2 separate regions of the Sus scrofa genome follow, and region 1 is linked to region 2. Evidence: chromatin contacts called from public Hi-C data. All regions are on one chromosome and are shown on one strand. Each heading gives the region's core, a stretch centred on a gene start, on an enhancer-like site or on the middle of the called end of the contact. The rest is flanking DNA. Distances are from core to core; before and after follow the strand shown.

The links. A called contact is a pair of places that touch in the nucleus more often than the background predicts.
Region 1: a Hi-C map of heart right ventricle shows a contact between it and region 2, with 2.4 times the contacts expected there. The contact joins two enhancer-like sites. A contact is called at or near these places in 3 of 47 Hi-C or Micro-C datasets (embryonic fibroblasts, fetal heart ventricle and heart right ventricle).

Annotation. Positions count from the first base shown.
Region 1 is chr1:137,627,641-137,633,548 of Sscrofa11.1, forward strand. The region is part of intron 2 of IGF1R (insulin like growth factor 1 receptor); the gene reads right to left. Among named protein-coding and RNA genes, the nearest start is that of IGF1R, 60 kb to the right of the region's middle. Within about 2 kb of position 4,386, at least 10 of the 83 cell types and tissues checked have an H3K27ac peak or open chromatin away from gene starts, as enhancers often do.
Region 2 is chr1:137,550,751-137,556,098 of Sscrofa11.1, forward strand. The region is part of intron 2 of IGF1R (insulin like growth factor 1 receptor); the gene reads right to left. Among named protein-coding and RNA genes, the nearest start is that of IGF1R, 140 kb to the right of the region's middle. Within about 2 kb of position 3,336, at least 20 of the 83 cell types and tissues checked have an H3K27ac peak or open chromatin away from gene starts, as enhancers often do.

The sequences.
Region 1 (5,908 bases), core at 3,136-5,635, 78 kb after region 2:
CACACACACATATACATTCTTTATCTTCTATCTGTCTTTTGGTTACTCACCACCTGCCTCCCCAACCTGGCTTCAGAGATAAGAAGATGCTGATGAGAGATTTGCATTTATTTTGATAACACTGGAAGAACTTGAGACTGGAGTTTGTAGAAACTCCACACTTGATGCTTTTAAAAATGCACCATGGACACCAGGCTTGTTCACCAAAACAGTCTGCACTGGCTCACGCCAAACCGTCCCCCAAACCTACCTCACCTTTTACTTATTGGCAGAAGAGGGATCTGAACGCTCTCCTGATCACTACTCCTCTTGAACCAGCACTCAATCCCTTCTCACACATTTCAATGGCTCCTTCTCTAACCACTGAGGGTGTTCCATAAATTAGGATGGCAGCGCCCAACAAGACAGTTGTAATGACACCAACAAACAGTATAAACCTTCTTTTGGGACCAAGTTAAGTTGAGGGTCTGATGTCCCCCAACTCCACAGCCTTAGCATGAAGTTCAGTGAATCTGCAACTACAGCCTATTTCCTCTGCTGGTAACAGGCAGAAGGCATGGAGGGGCACAGAGTGTGTCACCCTGTGCCGCCTTCAATAAACATAGAATCAAATTCATCCTGCACAACAAATTTATGTTAAAATGACCATCTGTTAAAGTCGGCTTTGGCTGCTTTGTCAACTGCCCATCAATAAAAAAACGCTTTCTATTTAGGCAGACCCAGAAGTCTACCCCCTCCTAACTGCCCATCTCCGGCATCCAAGGATTTTTTTTCCTCAACAAACAAGAAATATTTGTTGAGCTGAAGAAGCATTCTTCTGCAAAAACGGTACATTCTCAGAATTCTATTCATAAGCAATGATGATGTCAAGATCCCTTGAGCCTCAACTCTCACAGCAAACATGAAAGGATGGCCAGAACGTGGTAGCAGCTGGGGAAGGACGGGCAGAAAGCCCAAGGATCTAAGTAGATGACACCATGTCACCTAAACTGTACCACCTGGACAGCACGCGCAGACTGTGAGTGAGTGAGATTATCAAGGGAGAGTGCAAGGTGCCCCGTTTTGCATCCAGGCGGCTCTGCCTCTCCTTGTAAGTGGAGGAAAGCACGAGGGACTTTCCCCCCAACCTTGCTTAAAACCATTCCAAAGCTTCTTTGTCAGAGTCATGCCAAAGCTTCTAAGAGAAGTATCGACATGTTACAAAATAATCCAATCATCTCAAATCTGCTGAGGAAGGGAACAAAGATACATCCTATAACCTATCCGGGGAACAGCCTAAAATCCTAATAATATCATCTACTTAGCAAAGCATCAGGGGCCATTCGGAGGTCAGGAAATCAGGACAGAAACCTCATTCTAGGAACCCCAGGAACAAAACTCACCTTTTCTGGACCCAGGGAATCTGACTAGTTTCCATTTGTCTCTGTATTACCACTAATACCTTCTGGGATTAAAAAAAAAAAAAAAAAATCCTAATTCGAACACTTCAGCTGCCCAGGAAGTGTTTCTAATAATATCAACTTTCATCTTGCCTTTTTTTTTTTTTGTATTATAGGCTCAATGCTTTCACCCCTTTTTACTACTAAGCCCAACTCCCTGATCTCGGCAGCTGCTAAAAACCATCCAAGCACTTTGCAGATCCGGAAATCCAGAATGGCAGTATCGGTTCATAGATCTGCTGCCAAGGGCAGATGCAGGCGCATCACAGCTGGGCCTGCTCTCCAGGGGCCCAGGGCACAGACGGGCTCAGGGCCTGGGGCCACCCAGCCTCGGCCCTGTGCGCAGAGAAGCCAGGCCTGCCTGCACCGGCTCCAGCAACTACAACCTCACAACCTTCATTCCAGTCCCTCCACGAGGTCCTGCAGAACAAATGGGAGGCAGCTATGTGGTGGGGCTGTCTGCACAGGCTTTCTGCACAAGGCGGCAAGGATTGGGCAGCACACACACAGTCTCCAAACACACTGCCTCTGTTCCCATCCCACGTGGATGCCGTGAAAAATGGCATGAAGAAAGGAAAGAGGACTGGGTGGTTGTTTGCAACCCAGGCAGGGAAACAAAAAGCGACTTCTGTTCGGTAATGAGATGAAATAGAAGCCAGGCTTCCGGGAGGGGGCCTGACATTCCTGCACCACGTTATCCCACCCACCTGACCCCCTGGAACGGAAGGAAGATCTAAGAGAACAGAGAGAGTCAGTGTTTGCTTCCTGAGCTGAGAGTGAGAGGAGGGAAATGAAACAAAACAAAACAGCCACAGCAGAAGAGGCTGGGTGGGAGGATGAAGTGGTATGCGTGTGTCTGCACGCACGCGCGCGCGCGCGCGCGCGCACACGCACACACACACGCACACGCACACACACACACACACACACAGCTGGTATTGCCCGAAGAAGAGAATAAACGGGCACATGCTTCAGCCATGAGCAGATGGCTGGCTACCTTTACCCGTTGAGACCTGCAGCTGTCACAAATAAAAACATACATCCTTGTTATCTTTATCCCTAATTGTTCCACTCTAGCTACTTTACTGCTCTCTGTGAAAAAGAACATTTTAAAAAGATAATATTTAATGTTAGTATCAAACAAGAATCTCGTTGCTGACATTCTTAATTCTTCCCAACACCAAGCTTGCAAGAGAAATAAATTCATAGGGTTTGATAACCAGAGTTTACATGTAACTACAGAGGCTCCCCCTGGCACCCCCATATAGACATATGTACCTCACTGAATGTTCTTTAAAGATATGGCTTATCTGGACAAACACAGGAATTTGAACAATTGGACTGAATTAGCAAGAACCATTCCTACACTATGCCATGCTATTTAGGTAATTGAGATTTTGCAATTTAGAAAAAGCAATAAAAACCATATAAGATATGGCAATAAACATACACAGTCAATCCAGCTTAATGCTCAGAACTTTTAATGGACCTTAGAATGCAGCTCTTAGGTAGCCTAGTTTAATTTTTTAAAAAGAATTAAACTGCCATTTCCCAGGATCCTACTATGTGCTGGGCACTCTGTCTAGTGCTTTACAAACTCCATATCTGTTCAGCCTTATTTCACAGATGGAAGATGGAGCCTGGCAGCCTCCTCACAGCACCTGGGAACACATGAAGGTAATGTATGGAAGCTTAGACTGTTCTTAAACCTCTCCCAGGTGATACTATTTGTCTACATAGGAATGTGTTAGTTTTTTTAAATCCCATTTTATACAAAATCTCAATCTTAAATGCCATGATGGGGAGTTCCCACTGTAGTTCAGTGGGTTAAGAACCCAACTAGTACCCATGAGGATGCAGGTTCGATCCACGTCCTCACTCAGTGGGCTAAGGATCTAGCATTGCTGTGAGCTGTGGCACAGGTTGCAGATGCAGTTCGGATCCCATGTTGCTGTGGCTGTGACGCAGGCCGGCAGCTGCAGCTCCTCTTCAAGCCCTAGCCCAGGGACTTTCATGTGCCACAGGAGCAGCCCTGAAAAGAAAAAAAATGCCATGCTGGTCCAGTTCAAGGGGTAAAACCACACTTTCCAGGTGCAGGGCCCCCTAAACATGCCTGAAGACCAGTCAAGTAGAAGGCGGCAGGCACGTGATGGTGACAGCTGCCCTCATGGGCTTCACAGCACTGTTGGGGATGGAAACGCTGGGAATCCCAGGAGAGTGGTCCTGGCCAGGCCCATGACCCCCTGGGAAGTGAAGAACAGCAGCTGAGCTGACCCTGAAGGTTCATAATCTTTCCTGTATGGTCACTCTTCCCTACCTACACAAGCCCCAGAAGTCCCCATCACTCCTTGACCTGAGATGACAACTGCCCCACCCCCGAACTCTGAGGAGGGCTCACAGCCCCACTGCCTCCTCCTGCCACAGGGTTCACACGGTTATTACAGAGGCTCTGAGGTCCCTGCTCCTCCAGAGATGGAGACAGGCTATCAGGACTAGACAAGACCCCTTGCTCCCATCACCATGCCCACCCCAGGCAAATGTGAGCCAGTGGCAGAGCCCAGAATGGTCTAGATTTTGGATCTCCACCTGCGGTTCCTTCTTCTGCATAATGTCTTAAGGTCTTAAAGCCATATTCCCAAGTTAGGCACAGTGATAAACAGATGCCTCTTCTGTTTAATAGCCTATGTGTCGTAGACAGAAAGATCCCATCTTCTGCCACTGGCATCCCCGGGACACCTAGACTTCTCTCATTCCCTCCAAGTCAGAGTGGAACACTCCACCCCAAGGATGGTGTCAGAGACCCCGCCTCGTGCAGTCTAAGTCCTGGAGTCACACCACATGCTAGAAGGAGGCGTGTTTCCAAGTCATGGCTCCCAGCTCCACCACAAGCCAAATCTAAGTCCTAAACCACCCTGTGCACTCAAGTTGAGCAATGCAATACCGGACAAGATTAGCCACGGGCCCACACGTCCCACGTCATCCCCACTCTAGCAGAGAATGTCACGCTGGCATACACACAAGAAAAGCAAGATTGAAATATTAATGCAACAAAAGAAACAGACTTTTTAGGGGTAGGAAGAAACCAGAAGAGCCTTACAAGCAAGCTTAACTGATGAGATGGGAAGGGACTCCAGCTATTTGCCAAATACCTAGAATTGCAAATATCACCCTAGGAGAATTATTCTAAAAGCTCTGAAGTCTCTAAGCTGAGATCCCTAATAAAAAAACAAACTTCTGAAGGGAGCCCAGGAGAGTGACACCTTAATTAGGTGACAGTTGGCCAAGAATAAAGCCTTTCAATAACAAGTCTCAGGAACTGAGAGGTGGGGTGGGCTAAGAGGGTCCCAGGGAACCATGGGCACAGGCTGCCTCTCCATTCTGGTAACAGGGTCGCCAGTCAGGGAGAAGAGAATGCTATCTCCACGCGTGACTATAAAAGGCATAGAAATGAGGCCCAGGGGCATGTGACCCCCTTCTAAATAAAGAAACCCCCACACCAGGAGCAGCTGACCAGAGCAGGGGCCTTCCAGGGGAAAAGAGACAAGCTCCGAGCAACACACAAGCCAGAGCCTGCTGGATGGCCTGCCCCTCCTTGCAGGCCACTCAGACCTCTGCCGGCCCCACATGGACAGGCAGGCCCTGACCCTGGCCCACCTTGGCAGTGGGGGGGCCAGCCCATGCAGGACCCGGCAGCAGACAGCATTTCACAGAAAGATCCTTACGGGCGGCTTGAACTTACAAAAGAAGTGTTAAGATGAAATAATGCATATCACATGCATGGGGTCTCAGGGCAGAGAAATTGTGCCCCCCTCCCCCTTACCTCGGTCCAGCAGGTGATTTACAAGCACTTAAACAAGTCCTCCACTCTTACCTGGTGGCCCCAACATAGCAATCTATAAGCAAATGAGGAAGTGGGGCAATTCCACCCCATACAACAATACCACCCTTGTGAGGAGATTCGGATAAACAAAAACATGAGAACCTGTCTGGGGCTTTAAAAAATGTAGAATTCTCTTTTTTATACCACCTGCCTTCATTTTAAGTCTTTGACCCCATCAGTGAGATGGCAGTAAAATGCTTTGCTTTTGTCAATAAAGGAAGCCATTTCCTGCCTTTTAACTCCAATCTGCTGTTTTCCTGGTTTCTCATTTTAAAGGCGGTAGGAACTCAAACAAACTCCAGGACCACTGTTCCAGTCAATGCCCTTTTAATTGAAGTAAGCCTTCACCACCAGCAAAGCCAGCTTCCAACATGGCCCGGCTTGTCGACTTTGTGGATTTCCTGGCAAAGACCGGGCCTGTTCACAGGCAATACAGCGATCTGAGTGGACCACAAGCTGTTCACCCTAAGAAGTTACAAAGTACTTGGAGACTAAGTTCAGCAATATGTTTTTGGATTCTTGGGGGAGGGGGGTAGCGGGGGCTAATTCGATACTTGAAATCAAGCACCAGAAAGCCCCCTGGCAAGGA
Region 2 (5,348 bases), core at 2,086-4,585:
CAGCACACATCACACCCCAAAACACTGGCTATGCTAGGCAACCTGGCACACTGAGATGACCAAGCACGATGCCTCCTGTGCTCCCAACACTTTCTCCTCTGGTAACCTGCCTGGCTCCTTCCAAACCCAAGACCAAAGTCCCAGAACACAGGGAAGTTCCTGTTGTGGCTCAGCAGAAACAAATCTGACCACTATCCATGAGGACGCAGGTTCGATCCCTGGCCTCGATCAGTGGGTTAAGGATCTGACATTGCCGTGAGCTGTGGCTCAGATTTGGTGTTGCTGTAGGCTGTCAGCTGTAGCTCCAATTTGACCCCTAGCCTGGGAACCTCCACATACCTTGGGTGCGGCCCTAAAAAGACCAAAATAAAACAAAAAAAAAGTCCCAGAACACAAGCCATAGAAACTCAACAGTTAATACATACTTTCTCTAGAGAAGTCACAGATATATTCAACATGGGCAGATGGAGTACACCCCAAGCAAATCAGGGCTATTTCATGTATGGACTTGACAAGGAGTACCTTCCTTTGACTTTCTCCCTCCAACGGTGCTTCCCCCTAAATTCCCTTCTGATCAAATTGAGAGAACCTTCCCAATGCCATGAAAGAGCCCCTGGGTTATAGGATGAGTCCTGGTCAAAGGATTTAATAATGTATCCTTGTAAAGCCTGAGTGTTTTTTGTTTTTTGTTTTTTTTCTTTATTAAACTGTAACACCATCCAATGTGAAAAGCCCTCCTCAAAGAGAAAGTTCAATGGCATAATTTTAAAGGTCTACTTCAAAAGTTTCAGTTGTATATAATTACAATTAAGAAATGGCATGTGGAGTTTCCATCATGGTGCAGCAGAAACAAATCTGACTAGGAACCATGAGGTTGGAGGTTCCATCCCTGGTCTCGCTCAGTGGGTTGAGGATCCGGCCTTGCCGTGAGCGGTGGTGTAGGTCACAGACATGGCTCAGATCTGGCATTGCTGTGGCTCTGGCACAGGCCAGTGGCTACAGCTCTGATTAGACCCCTAGCCTGGGAACCTCCATGTGCCACGGGTGCAGCCCTAAAAAAGGACAGAAAAGACCAAAAAAAAAAAAAAAAAAGAAAGAAAGAAAGAAAAGAAATGGCATGTCACCTCCTCTGTAAGGTATGGAATTTTTAGTTTTTAAATGAAAGCCAATCACCTCCTCCAAGAAGAGGGCAAAATCAGGAGCAGGGAAGTGATGGGCAAACAGAGGACCTCAACCACAGAGGCTGGAACTGTGACATTTGACTTTCTGAGAAATATACTACATACATAATGAAAATGACTATGTTATAAATTAAGATTATGGATTTTTTCCTTAAAAAAAAAAAAAAGGCTAGCCAGCTGACATCAACTTTATCGCCCCCATGGCTCCAAATGGAAAAAAGCGTCACAGACACAATTGTACAGCCTAGAACAAGGAGTTCTTGTAAACAGTGTGAGTTTTTTCCCTTTCAAAGATAAATAAAGCAGGCATAACCTAGAAATAATGTAACTACACAAAGAAAATATTACGCACAAAGAAAAAAGTTGGCAATCATGATCTGAGTTGTGTTTAAGGGTTTGCTTGTTTGTCTTTCCATTTTACAGAAAGGTAAATGACCAGAAAAGTCAACTGGGGAAAGTAAGCCATGAGCCCATGTGTTCTCTTTTATTGCAAGCATTGTCTACCTTCGCAAAATTTTCTTAAAAAGGAAGAAGAAAGAAAAAGAAAATAGCCACTGTAAAATTAGTTTCTAAGTTAAAACAGAAAATAATATTTAACTGACTACTGAGCATAAAAAATTCTTTATCTGCTTTAATCAATTGAAATTGATGTTAGAAGTAACTGCTGAGAAACCACAAGGAATAAACATGAGGCCCAATGCTTTGCTGAACACCAGAGAGATATCAGGTAAAGAGGGAAAAGAAAGAGGAGAGAGAGAATGTGTTTCGCACAAGGATGACCAGAGCGGCTCCTGCACAGCCTCCATGCAGGGCTGAATCACCTGCCGGAGCCCAGGGACAGCACAGCTCCTCACCGCCCTCCAGAGCTGTCAGGGCTCAGCACAATGCAAGCATCCTCGGGGAGGCCTGATCAAGGCCGAGCAGTAAACAGACAGTTTGAGAAATTACACAAACTGCAAAGTTGACATCATTATTTACATGCAATCAGGGGAAAGATCCCCTGACACAGGGAGACTCGCATTAGAAAAATGCCTTAAAAATCCTTTAATGGAAGAGATGCACATTATGTGTAAACAGACACTGGTACCTCTGAGTAAAAAGCACCCTGGATAAGCAACTGGGCTCAGAGCACTGCAAGGGAGTTTGTGATGTAGAGGACAGTGGGACAACTCTGCCCTCTGACCTTATACTGGTTCCAGCTCATGACTCAGAGATGGTCTCAGCCCTTCCTAGAAGAGGAGAGCCCTGTACCTCCTCCTCCAACATCCTCCATGTGCAAGATGCTACCCTGGACCTAGGATGACAGCCACTACAGCATCCATGCAGGCTGCTATCCATTTTAGCAGTGGTGTGGGATCTGATGCCTTCTGATTAAAATCTATCCATTCAGAGGGCAGACCAAACATCTGCTCCTGCACTGACCTGGGCCTCCAGAGCCTGGTATGTAAACTGAGAACCCCACCATGTCTTACAAAGAGGCAGCCTCGAGAATCACTTCCATCTTCCTTCTGCCTCCTCTGCCCTCTTCAAAGTAAAGGTTCTCATGCCACAGTTGGCCTCTGGGCCCATGGACAAAATCCTTGTAACCCATTCAAGAGGCAAACACATACCCCTTCCAGAAACTACCACGTGAGAATACAAACTACCATGTGAGAATACCAATTCTTTCCTTCTGTGTTGAGGATTCCAAAAGTTTGTGCAGAGCGTTTCAAATGTAAAATCCATTTTAGTTAGAAATATACTAACTAAGGGCTGAGGGGTCAGCTTTTTCAGGCTCAGAAAAAACAGTACACTCCATGCCCACTGTCTATGGGTGCAGGGTTCTAGTAATGGTGGGGGAGAGGGCTGAGTAACATTTAATTGGGATGATGGAAGGCAACCACTCCTTAACCATTTCCAGGGCTCATTCCCCAACACCTCCTGGGTTTAGCCAACCTGACAGTGTCAGGATTTTGAGGGGGGTGTTATAACAGTGTCTGGACTGGTCTGAAGGTGTTTTATTTGGGAGGGCTGTGGGGGCACTCTCCACCTAAGCCCCAGATGCAGAAAACCAGGTTGCAAGGAAAGGCACACAGATGGTGACTTTCTTCAGCTCTGTAGGCCAGACAGATTCAGGGAAGGTCAGAAAAAGGAGGCACAGTGGAACCCCCCTGCTGTGCAAGACTGGGAGGCTCCTGCTCCCTCCCAGTCAGGTCTCATGACCCACGACTCACTGGTGCTGACAGATCCAGGGCACTCCTGGGGGTATTGAAACTGCACTGCGGGCTTCGGGAATGTCATCAACAACCAGAAATAGTGCCATTTCCATCCTGAGCCCAGGCTCAGGGCAATCCTCAAGTGGGTGAGAGAGGTAAGGAATGCCCATGCCAGGATCAGCTCTCCATGGCTGAGGAAAAGGTTACGACGACAACGGGCTGGGAGAGTGTTCGCATTTCAGAGGCAGCTCCCAACCGCCCAGCACGTAGTCTCCCTGCCCAGTCATCTTGTGACTGGCTGGCTGAAGGGCAGAGTCCTCCCCAAACCATTGCCAACAGGTCCTGTGAGTGAAAAATACCCAGACCTGGACTTTCTTCCTGGACACAGGTGAAAGGTGGGGGGGTAACATATATAAGAGTGAGCCCAGAGGTCCCCCACCTGAGACCTTGGGCCCTCTTCTGCGGAGAGCAGCCTCCTTTCAAGTGGGTGATCTGATCAGAAAAGTCAAGACGTTAGCTGTTGCTGCTGTTGTTGTTTTAACTCCTGGGTTAACAATCAGACCACAGAGTAAGGGCCATTTGCAACAATGATAATTATTTTGAGTCTCCTTGGATGAGCCAGCAAAACCATGTTATGCCTCAAGTTTACTTCCTTTTGTTCTGGCTCCTAGCCTCACACAGGGGGAGCCCTGTATGGCTCCAATGACCAAGGTCATGTGCTGCGAAAACTACTTGCTTTCCACGCCTGAGAGTAAGGAGCCTGTACTTGCCTACGAGTACATGGGATTTCTGGGGCACCCAGGACCATGCACAGACAGGGAAGGGTGAGAGAGGCAGAGGCTGCAGGGGAGACGGGCAGCAGCTTGAAGGCTGAGTGCAGAGAAACCGTCCATGACTGGATTAGACAGCAGCTACCAACCCAGGCTTTCAGCACAGTGTGCTGTGCCTCAGCTAGTGGTCATGTGGGCATGTTTTCTTTAAGGAAGCTCGAAAGATATCCACATTCCAGATTTACAATATAGGCCTATTACTGGGCATCGCACATGGTCAGACCTACTGCCTCTCTTCCCCTTACTGCCCGGGGAGGGGATTGTGCCAGAAGGCGCTCCAAAGGAAAACAACATGGGTTATTGGGTACTAACCTTAACAGTATAAAAATAGCAAGCTAGAATGCTTTACCCACCTATCTAATTCAATCCTCAAAATAGCTCTAAAGGCATGTTTATTCCCAATGTACTGATGAGGAAGCCGGACAAGTTCCATAAAATCCCTAAGAGATATCTTCTCACACCTGTCAGAATGTCTCTTAGCAAAAAGACAAGAAATAAAAAGTGTTGGTGAGGATACAGAAAAAAAGGGAGTAGGCTGTTGGTGGGAGTATAAATTGGTGCAGCCACTATGGAAAACACTACGGAGGTCCGTCAAAAAAATTAAAAATAGAAAATACTACACAATCCAGCAATTCCATTCTTGGGTATGTTTCCAGAGAAAACAAAGACCTAAATCAAAAAGATACATGCACCTCTATGTTCACTGCAGCAATATTTATAGTAGCCAAGATATGGAAACAACTGAAGTGCCCACCAATAGATGAATGGATAAAGATGATGTGGTGTGTCTATGTGTGTGTGTATAAATACATAAGCACATGCATGCATGCACACACGCACACACACACGCACACACACACACACAATGGAATACTACTCAGCCATAAAAAAGAATGAAATCTTGCCTTTTGTGACAACATAGATGGACCTAGAGGGTATTATGCTAACTGAAATGAGTCAGACTGAGAAAGATAAAGACCATGTGATCTCCTTTGTATATGGACTCTAAAAAAAAAGGAAACAAATGAATTAACGCAACAAAACATAAAGACTCTTAGCTATAGAGAATAAATAGGTGGTTGCCAGAGGGGAGGGGAGAAGGGATGAATTAAATATGTGAGGGAGATTAAGAGGTACAAACT